Linked DNA regions of Mus musculus: region 2 is linked to region 1. Evidence: chromatin contacts called from public HiCAR-type data. All regions are on one chromosome and are shown on one strand. The core of a region is the stretch at or near the end of the contact, and the rest is flanking DNA. Distances in the headings are between cores, read along the strand shown.

What was found. HiCAR-type assays count read pairs that join an accessible place to other places.
Region 2: a contact with region 1 is called in a HiCAR-type map of astrocytes, with 2.4 times the contacts expected there. The contact joins the enhancer-like site here to the promoter of Zbtb26 in region 1. A contact is called at or near these places in 1 of 39 promoter capture datasets (second pharyngeal arch cranial neural crest), 1 of 15 datasets of contacts at CTCF or cohesin (large pre-B cells), 3 of 115 datasets of contacts at active chromatin or transcription factors (astrocytes, embryonic stem cells and pro-B cells) and 1 of 9 other capture datasets (liver).

What each region holds. Positions count from the first base shown.
Region 1 is chr2:37,439,885-37,444,543 of GRCm38.p6, reverse strand. Zbtb26 (zinc finger and BTB domain containing 26) reads left to right here and starts at 1,372. Exons shown (of 2, transcript NM_199025.3): 1 at 1,372-1,857. It overlaps Rabgap1 (RAB GTPase activating protein 1), which reads right to left and starts at 1,259. Exons shown (of 26, transcript NM_146121.2): 1 at 1,088-1,259.
Region 2 is chr2:38,619,627-38,624,117 of GRCm38.p6, reverse strand. All of the region lies in intron 5 of Psmb7 (proteasome (prosome, macropain) subunit, beta type 7), which reads left to right. It also overlaps the pseudogene Gm13586. Among named protein-coding and RNA genes, the nearest start is that of Psmb7, 22 kb to the left of the region's middle. Within about 2 kb of position 2,762, at least 69 of the 459 cell types and tissues checked have an H3K27ac peak or open chromatin away from gene starts, as enhancers often do. A contact at or near this core is called in astrocytes, where this site is marked.

The DNA.
Region 1 (4,659 bases), core at 123-2,622:
AAGACATTTCTGAAAATAATTTATATAAAAGGCCTGAAGAGGCACCTTGTGTTTATGGGCAAGAAGACATAAAATAATAATAATAATAATAATACTATTCAAAGCAACCTACAGATTTACAAAAACGGAAAAAAAAAAAAAACGTTCCAAAAGCCGTTTCCCAAGAAATGGTAGTCAATCCTCAAATCAATACAAAAGTATGGCTGAAGATGTAGCTCAGTAATACAGTATTTGCGTATCATGAAAAGTCCTAGGTCCAGTTCCTGATACTAAATTCAGATGGAAGTGAAAAACATCTCGAAGAACCAAAACAGTCTTGAATAAAGATGGAGCACTCACAGTAAATGCCAAACTGCCTGCAAAGTTACGATTATTAAAGCAGTATGGTACTAGCACAAGAATAAACATAGACCACCGTACTCTAGACAGCCCAATAAGAAACTCTCATAAAGCGAACTGATTTCCAAAAAGTCCACTCAATGGGCAAAAAGTTCACCTTTTCAACAGATATTACGGAAAATGGATATCCACAAAATAATACAAGGAGTTAATGCGGGAATAGCTAGCAGTGGTTATACAACATTGTACAAAGCCACTTAGCTTTAAGCTTGGAAAAAGATTAAATTGATAATTATTTCTGTTTCCTATAATAACACCACCAAACGGTAAATAAAACAAATGTAGAGAAAGCAATAACTAAGTGGATGGGCAAAGTAAAGGGAATTCAGAATGATTTCCAGATTTTCTCTTTGGGAAGAGGCCCTGTATGATTGTTTCACCAAACAAGAACTATAGCTAGGTAGGCCTGGGCATGAACTTGTTACGAAAAAGGCACACTAAACACTGGACAACAGGAAATCGGTCTAAGTGGCTGGCTCCAGTGCTCAAGAGAGGTATTCAGGTTAACCACAGATTTGTGAACGGCTAGGGTAACCAAAGATAAGGAAGGCAAGAGATTGACCTGGGAACATAAAAGGAAGATTTCCTAAGAAACACCAGTATCCACAAGGGACGGGACCCAACAACAGCTTTCTGCATTCCAGGCTCCCACGCAGCGAGTCCACATCCCTGGGCGGGAGGGACTTACCACGGCTTGTTCGCAGACAGGCTGCTCAGGCCCATGCAGGCAACGGTCAGCGGGAGCACTTCGTGACTGCAGCCGCGAAGAAGAGAGCTCGGGCCCGCCTTCTACCGAAGAACCACAAGCAGCAGAGCTCACGAAGCCGACCCTCCGCAGCCCGATTCCCTGGCCTCGCCCCGCCCACAACGCGGAAAGTCCCTCTCAGGGGCCCGTCGTCCTCCGAGCATTCCGATTGGCGGAGATGACCATGGGACCTGGAAGTTGTCTTTGTCCGGCCAGGGCTGCCCTTCCGGTTCCGTTGGGTCCCCCTTTGGCTCAGGTTGCCTGCCCCTCCCCCTTCCCGGAGCCCCGAGGGGCCGCAGCTCCTGGTTTTGCCAGATGTAGATGGCGACCTTCCCCCCGGGTCTGTAAGTTCGGAGGCCACCCGAGAGCCGGGCTAGGGTGCGGGGTCTCTGGAAATGGAGCCCCCGTGGGGACCTGGATCGGCCGCAACCTGCCCTGGGATGGGAGCCAAGGAGCTGGTCTAGGCCCCCAGACTTTTGAGCCATTGGACTGGCCCATGCTGCATCCCACTTTCTTCCCCTTCCCGAATCTGCAGTGGGGAATCTCAGGATGCCCCAGGGACCGCTTCCTGAGACCCTCTATATAGGGCCCTGTAGCTGGCCAGGAAGCCAGACTCTGGCATTTTGTAAAAAGTGCTGCAGTTGAGGCCGGCAGAAAACTGAACGGCGGGAGCTAGCCAAGGCAAGGCCTTCAGTGCCAACCGCGAGTCTACTGTAAGTGCCAGGTTTTGATGGGTTTTACCCTTGCTCAACCGCGGATTACAGCACCTTTTGAATTACTGGTGTTATGCCATTCAATAGAGGTTCATCAAATATCCAGTGTTCATCTCCAGTTTGGAAGCGACATTTATAAGCAAATTGATGTTCGTAAGAGGGTGGAGGGTATGCAATATGTTACTTTAATCAACTGCTCTAAGGACAGTTGCTGGGAAGCCTGTAGAAGAGAGTGGCCTCTAAATCCTACTTCTTGATAAAGAGAACTCGTGAAATTACTTTTTCCAAAAAAAGAAAAGTTGTAGTGGTACTGAGACGTTACAGACTATGAGAAAAAGGAATAGGGACAGGGAGGTTGTGTACATAAGAGTTTGAGTTGGAGAAGTAAAGTGAAATCCAAATAGTGAAAAGTTTAACCAACACTAAATGAGATGAATTATCTTTTTGAAGCTCTTTGAGCAGGAAACTGATATGGTCAGATTTGTACTACAGAAAGTAATTTTGTTCTCTGGGAAGCCTGTAGAATAGAAATAGCTGACTCTGGGTTCTCTTAGCTAAAGTCTAGGTACTTATATTTGAGATTATTTTGAAAAGGTGATGACGTCCTGGTGAGATGCATTAAAATCTAAAGTAGAGTTACGGTATTGTTACAAGAAAGGAGGCAAGTGCTAATGTGTCATAGATAATTATACGCTGAAAGAGAAGAAAAAGTAAGTCTTAGAATTTAAGCAGTTGACATTTGAAGAATAGCAATGCCATAATCAGAAATAAAACCACAAAGAATTACAAATTCAGTTTTTGAGTTTGAATTTATGTCTAAAGGGATAGTGACATACAGCTGCCCAGTGTAGGAGCTGGGGACACAGATATGGAGATGAGCCTCAGCGTCATAGCATGTAGACCATAAGAAGATCTGGCATCCTAGAGGGTGCACTGAGAAAGAAGGTTACTGGGAGGACAATGGCTACGCTAATGAAGCAGGAACTCCAATTGGAGCCAACAGTAAAAGGGAGAAAAGAACACAGGGTTGAAGCAACTAGGGTGACCCAAATATCAGAAGAGGATTTTGAAGAGAATCCCTTGGATCTTTTTTGTTAACAGGATGGGTAAGAAGCAATTTTAGTAGATGAGGTAATGAAATATAAAATATCAGAGGCCTCAACTGGTTTGATATTCCATTGGAGAAACGTGAAAGATTTGTTTATTTACTGAACATGTTTAAAGAGCACATAGCAGGCACCATTCTAAGTTCATTTGAAAATTAACTAATAGGCTGGAACGATAGTCAGTAGATACAGCTCTTGCAGAAGATGTGGGTTCCGTTCTCAGAGCTCACACGGTGTCTCAGAATTATCATAATTCCAGTTCCAGGGGATCTCCTACCTTCTGGCCTCCATGCGCCAGGCATGCGAGTGGTGCACATACACACATGCAGGCAGACACTCATAAAACAATTACTTCTTTAATGATGAACTTACTTAATTTTCCTTAGCAGCCCCATTTATTATTGGTTGAAAAGAATCCTGAAACAGACTGGATAAGTAAGTGGCTGAACAGAGTTCTAACTGTAGAAATACGACTCCAGAGTCCGTGCTGTACTCACTGTACTGTGTTATGACTAGATGGGAGTCAAGGAGTGGGAGAGTGTAAGGAAAAATTGGCTTCTTGATTAAAAAGGAGACCTCTAAGCATAGCGAGGGTGAGAAGAGGTAAGTGATGAGTTTATGTTGTATTGTGTATATGTTTTTTCTTTCTTCTGTCCTAAGGTCCACTTCCATTCTATGCAAACTTAGGTGTACTTTTTGTACTCTAATGTTTTCATTTACAATCTGCTTACCATTTCAGTGAGGTTTCTTCTACAGCTTTTGATGTGTGGTGTGTTTCTAACCAGCTCCCCTGGTGGTGCCAGGAAGGCTCTTTTGGTGGATTTTGATAAGCAGCCTATGATCATCTCCTCTAGTAGTCGCTAGGTTAACTGAATGACATACCAAGAGATCCAGCCACTAAAGCCAAATATCTTAGAGTTATTTGGATAGTTTCTCTCTTGTTCTTCACCTTGATGAGCATGGTCATTGTTTAGCTGATTCTTTGTTTTAAATTCTTTTTTAAATTTCTCTAGATAGTCACAATCTCATCATTTCTGTTTTGATCTGTTAAAATGATGGCATTAGTAAAAGGCTGTTCACTTAGCCATTTCCTATATATTCTTCAAATTGCAGAGTTTTGGCTAGTGCAAGAGTATAAGCATCATCATTTTTAAATATTAAATACCTAGAACAGTATCTCCTAGTATATTGTTGAGATTAAAGTTGATTAAATTTAGTAATGAGGATAGGGACTTAAGAATTCTTACCATAGTAATAAGTAATGACCTCTTGGGAAAGGAAACTAATGACAGGAAATAACTAATGGCTAAAGTGTGTGACCTAGGACTACATTATTAAGGGATAATTGGGCTGATAGGTATTGGGAAAAGTTTCCTAAAGGAAACCACAGACTTCCCTAACTTTTTTGGACTAAAGCAGAAAGATAAAAAAGCAGGCTTTTTCTTGAGACACCTCTTCAGCTGCTCATGTTGATAAGTTTCTGGAGAACTCAGGAGTGGGATGCAAATGAACCTGAATTCTAGTTTATCTGTAGAAAAACAAGGGACAAGTTTCCAAACTGAATACATTTGTCATAAAACATTCTAAGTGCTACCTCACTCTAGCTGAAAACAATGTTCACTTTTGACTATGACTAGGAAAATACTGGTCAGCTTCATGAATTCAAGATCAGCTCAACTCGAAAAAATGAATGGCA
Region 2 (4,491 bases), core at 1,513-4,012, 1.2 Mb before region 1:
AGAAAACTTTTCCTTTTAAAATTCATGTTGTTACCTGAAACGGAATGTAATACCGCTAGCCTTTGACGGTTCATAACCTATTCTGACCAGAGTGGACTTTGTTCTTGGTTCTGTGGGGTAGATAAAGGTGTCGGTAAAATACTGAAGGTATTGAATTAATGTTATCTTCTTTTTTTTTTTTTTTTTTTTTTTTTTTTTTTGAGTTCAGTACTCAGTCTATCCACAACCAAATAAAAGCCCTGGCCAGGAGTACTTTTAGATCGGTTAAACAAAGTGTTCAGTTTTACGTTCTTTGCTTTAAATCCCACTTCAGAGAGACTGAGGTTAACTAATTCCTCTTTCTCTGCTCTTGTCTCAAAATTGGACCTGCTAAAAGCAAAGTGTCTTTGTACTTAACAACCTAGTGCTTGCTGCTCTTTCACTCTCTGATTTTAGGTCAGATTAAGTGGAAAGTCGCTTTCTGGGTTTCTGGGTAGTTCATAGGCTGAGGGTGGTGCTAGCTCCAGAGATAGGGTCAGTGTCCCATTCTGCCGGCACTAGCTGTGCAGCTTTGAGTAGGTTCCTTTACCTCTCTGAATGTACACTGCTTCCATGTCTGAAGAGAAAGGTTTGCAGCTGTCCGGTTTTTTTCAGTAAGTAGGATTTCTATTTTGCACAATGTTTTATTATTGACATCAAGTATGCTTACAATTTGGAAAAACCTTTGCCCTCTTTGTTCTTTTTTTTTTTTTTTTTTTTTTTTGATCTTGCCTGAGTTTATTTGTAGTATTTGTAGACACTGGTCATCTGCAAATAGTGTGTGGGGAGGTGTGTCACAGCAGTCCGTCTGTCTTCACACTGGCAGGAGCCTTTTCTACGGGGCCTTCACAGGGGTCTGGGCACCTTTGGGAGCCTGGGCTGGAGCTGAAGCCTGGGCCTTAGCTGGAGCTTTGGCCCCTGCCTTGGTTTGGACCTTGGGCTTCGGTTGGCAGAGCCTCTGACCCTTGGCCATGTAGCTTCGAATCCGCTTCCCAAGCTTAGGATGAGCGATGAAAGCCAGCCGCTTGAGTTTGGGGCCTTTTGGCATCTTGGGCTTGATGGCCTGAGGCTTCACCAGGGCCTTGATGGCCTCTGCGCGCGCACTCACTGCCTTTGCATTGTTGGCCTGCATCTTCTTCAGGCCTTTCTTGTTGTGCTTCTTGGCGAGGCACATGTTCCTCAGGAACTTGGGGTCAACCCCCTAAGAGATTCGTATCTTTGCGACTGGAGTTTCTTGATGCCATTTCTGTGCCATTTGCGGGACTGGTTGTGTGTGGTGTAGTTCTTGGACTTGGCCGTGTTTGCACGGTAACCAGCAGTGCCTGGGACCAAAAGAGAAACACCCTCTTTGTTCTTGAGGGTTCTGAAGCTTTGTTCTTGAGGGTTCATGGCAGCTTGGGAAAGACTTGCAAAGCAGACTAACCCTTGCAAGCAGGACAGGAAGTAGGACAGACACATCTGTAGCAATTGTCACCCTCCATCTTAGTCCATAGGCATGGGGTTAGGTGGCCCTCTGTTTTAAGAGAATGTTTCTTGCCATAACTAGTGGTGTGTCACCACAATACATTAATAAGAAAACCTTTAGCATTTTAAGCCTAGATACCCCCAGATTTTAAGCTTTTCCTGGGAGTGTTTATAACCTGTCAGGTCCATGAGACCTTACAGTTACAATTGTGAGGAAAATCCCCCCCCCCCCCCCCCGTTCCCTTCAAAGGGTATTTTAAATATTTTCTTACATTTATGTGTAGAGAAGGAGCTGCATTGCTTGAGATACTAGTTTTTTAGTGAAGAATGTTGGATGATTGAGAATATATATTTTCCCAGCATATTAACTGGGAATATATTTCCAATAATTTATTGGGAATTAAAAGTCGACCCTGACATTGAAGTACATTTGTTGATGAAAAGGAGGCGTTCTTCCCCTCACGAGGGTTTAGATGTAATACTCAGTGCTTACTCAGGAGTGAAAACATCAAATTAAACTGTTTATGCTGACAAAGGACAAATCTGGATTTCAGCAAGCCATGCAAGATTGTCTGATTGCTTGCCCTGCCGCCTGCCTCTAAAGCTTTTGGCCAAGGCTTATAATGAAATGCATGCATACAATTAAACCTTTTCAAGTCTGTGGCTTAGTCTCTCTGAGCCTGGAGAGGTGCTCCACTGCTCTCTAGTGGCTGAGTGCAGTCCCCTGGCACCAGCATTGCTTTGTATTCATAAATCAGCTTTTCACACACTGGCATTGTTGGCCTCGGTGCAAGCACCAGTACCAGGAGACGAGGCCTTGGAGGCAGGAATGGAGTGAAAAATGACCTCCATCCATAGGTCCGTGGAAAGCACCAGGTTTTCTGCAGGAAGAGTGGCCAGTTGACTAACAATGAGCAAGTGTGAGTAAGCGCTCTGTCAGGAAGAGCTGACACTGATGGATTAGAAAGTTCTGCGTGACTCCTTTATCGCTGCATACATCTTCCACCTTGGCAGACCACAGTGGCAGACAGGTCCTTGGGTGCTTAAAACAGACTGCTCCTTAGCAGAGGCAGCCCTTTTTCCTGTGAAGATCTGGTAAAATTGATTTGGGGAAAAGCAGTGGGGATCCATTTCTTGCTGTCTCTTAGAACTTCTCGGCATTGAGAAAAGAAATTTTGAACACCTTGGTTCCCATTAAAGCTACCACTCAGGGACCCGTGGAGAATGAGTATATCAGGTCACTGCTGGAGGACAGGCAGCTTGTCCCTGAGTCATTACAATAACTAGTTTTCATTGAGCTCTGACTATGCCCCAGCATTCAGCTTTGTACACAGTGTCTTCCTCAGCCTGTAGGAGTCACTGATCAAACGTGAGGCAATGGTACCTTGTGCTCAGAGTGATGTACCCAGAGAGGCCAGGGAGCCCAGAACTGTTCCCTACCTGAGTAGCTGTGTGTTTACAGAGCTTGGGCAACTGGCATGTCCCGAGTTGCTTCGGAATTGGGCCTGGGCTTCCTAGCCTCTGAACTGTAGGTTTAAATCTTCAGTGTACTTATTACTAGCTGCTGTGCTGTAGGAAAATCATTTGAAACAAGTGGAGTATCAGTTCTAGTCTTTAAAATGGGGGCTATCCTCTACACATGGCTTCAGGGCTGAGGACTCTGGGAGCATCAGTCTGAGTTTAAGCCTGGGACTTAGAAGAAGCAGATTTCCTCCTGCCAGATTCTTAGAGCTTGGGTAGCAGCACAGTGTGGAGAAGCCTTTCAGTTTTGATTTCTCCAGTTGTCCAGTAACAGTGAGTATAGAATTGTTACGTTTGATTTAGTATTTAAGCAAACATTGATATATAAAAGAATATACCTCTCAAAACTAAAACCGCATACATTCTGTGTTAATGCAAGCATTTTAAAGCATACAGAGCAAGTAAATGGCTGTGAGTTTTCACAAGACGTTCAGAATTTATTCTGAATTCTTACAGAAAAACAGGTTTAGGCTGAACCATAGGTTGAGCATCCCAGCTCTGAAGTGTGAAATTGGGGATCTTGACTGCAGGTAGACACCACACTGGACTTCATGTGACAGGTTGCAGTGGGAACTGAGATCCCCTTACGTATTGCATAAAATTACCTTCAGGCTATGTGTATAGGTTGCATATGAAGCAGATGATTTCATGTGTAGACTTGGGTCCCATCCCAAGATATCTCATTATAATTGTATGTATGCACATTTCCCCAAATCCGAAATTCAAATTATTTTTGATCCCAATCATTTTGGATAAAGGCTATTCAATCTGCACTAATGCTGTTAAGTACCTTCTGAGGTTTCAGAAAATTAAGACTTAATTTTATTTTTGAAAAATGTGGCTATTGTAATATAAATACTCTAAGAACATATGCCTAAGTGTCAGTGCTAGACAATAACAATACATTTAATCATTGAAAACATTAACTAAAATTCAAATATATTTTTTGAGTTTTTAAGTAAAATGAAAGTTATAAAGCAATACAGATTGTATTCAGATGTGTGGTGATTAGGCTCACTGTGAGCATTAGCTCAATGCTCGACTCACTTACTAACCTTGACTTTAGCATTTGGCTTTCCTGTGTAAGACAGGTGGTGGAAGGGAGAAAGCCCTGTGACTCTCAGGAGGACGGTGTAGGACATTGGCATGGTGCTCGCCTGGCATGTGTGAGGCCCTAGGTCCCATGCCCAGTACTACAGATACAAACAAAAGAAAAAAGAAAAGTGGAGTTGGAGACAGGGAGGCGGCAGATGATATTGAGGCAGGAGGACCACTTTTCCATGTCAATCTAGGCTATGGAGGAAGACTCCAAACCAAACCAAACAACACCACCCCCCCAACAAAACAAAACAAAACAAAACAAATTTTGGCTTCAAAATTGTTGATGTGCTTTAAGCATGAGCCATGAGATTGGATCAAGTTCCTTATCTCTGAGTGTCAATCTCCCAGTTTAAAAAGTGGGACCAGTACAATGTGCCATGTCTAAAG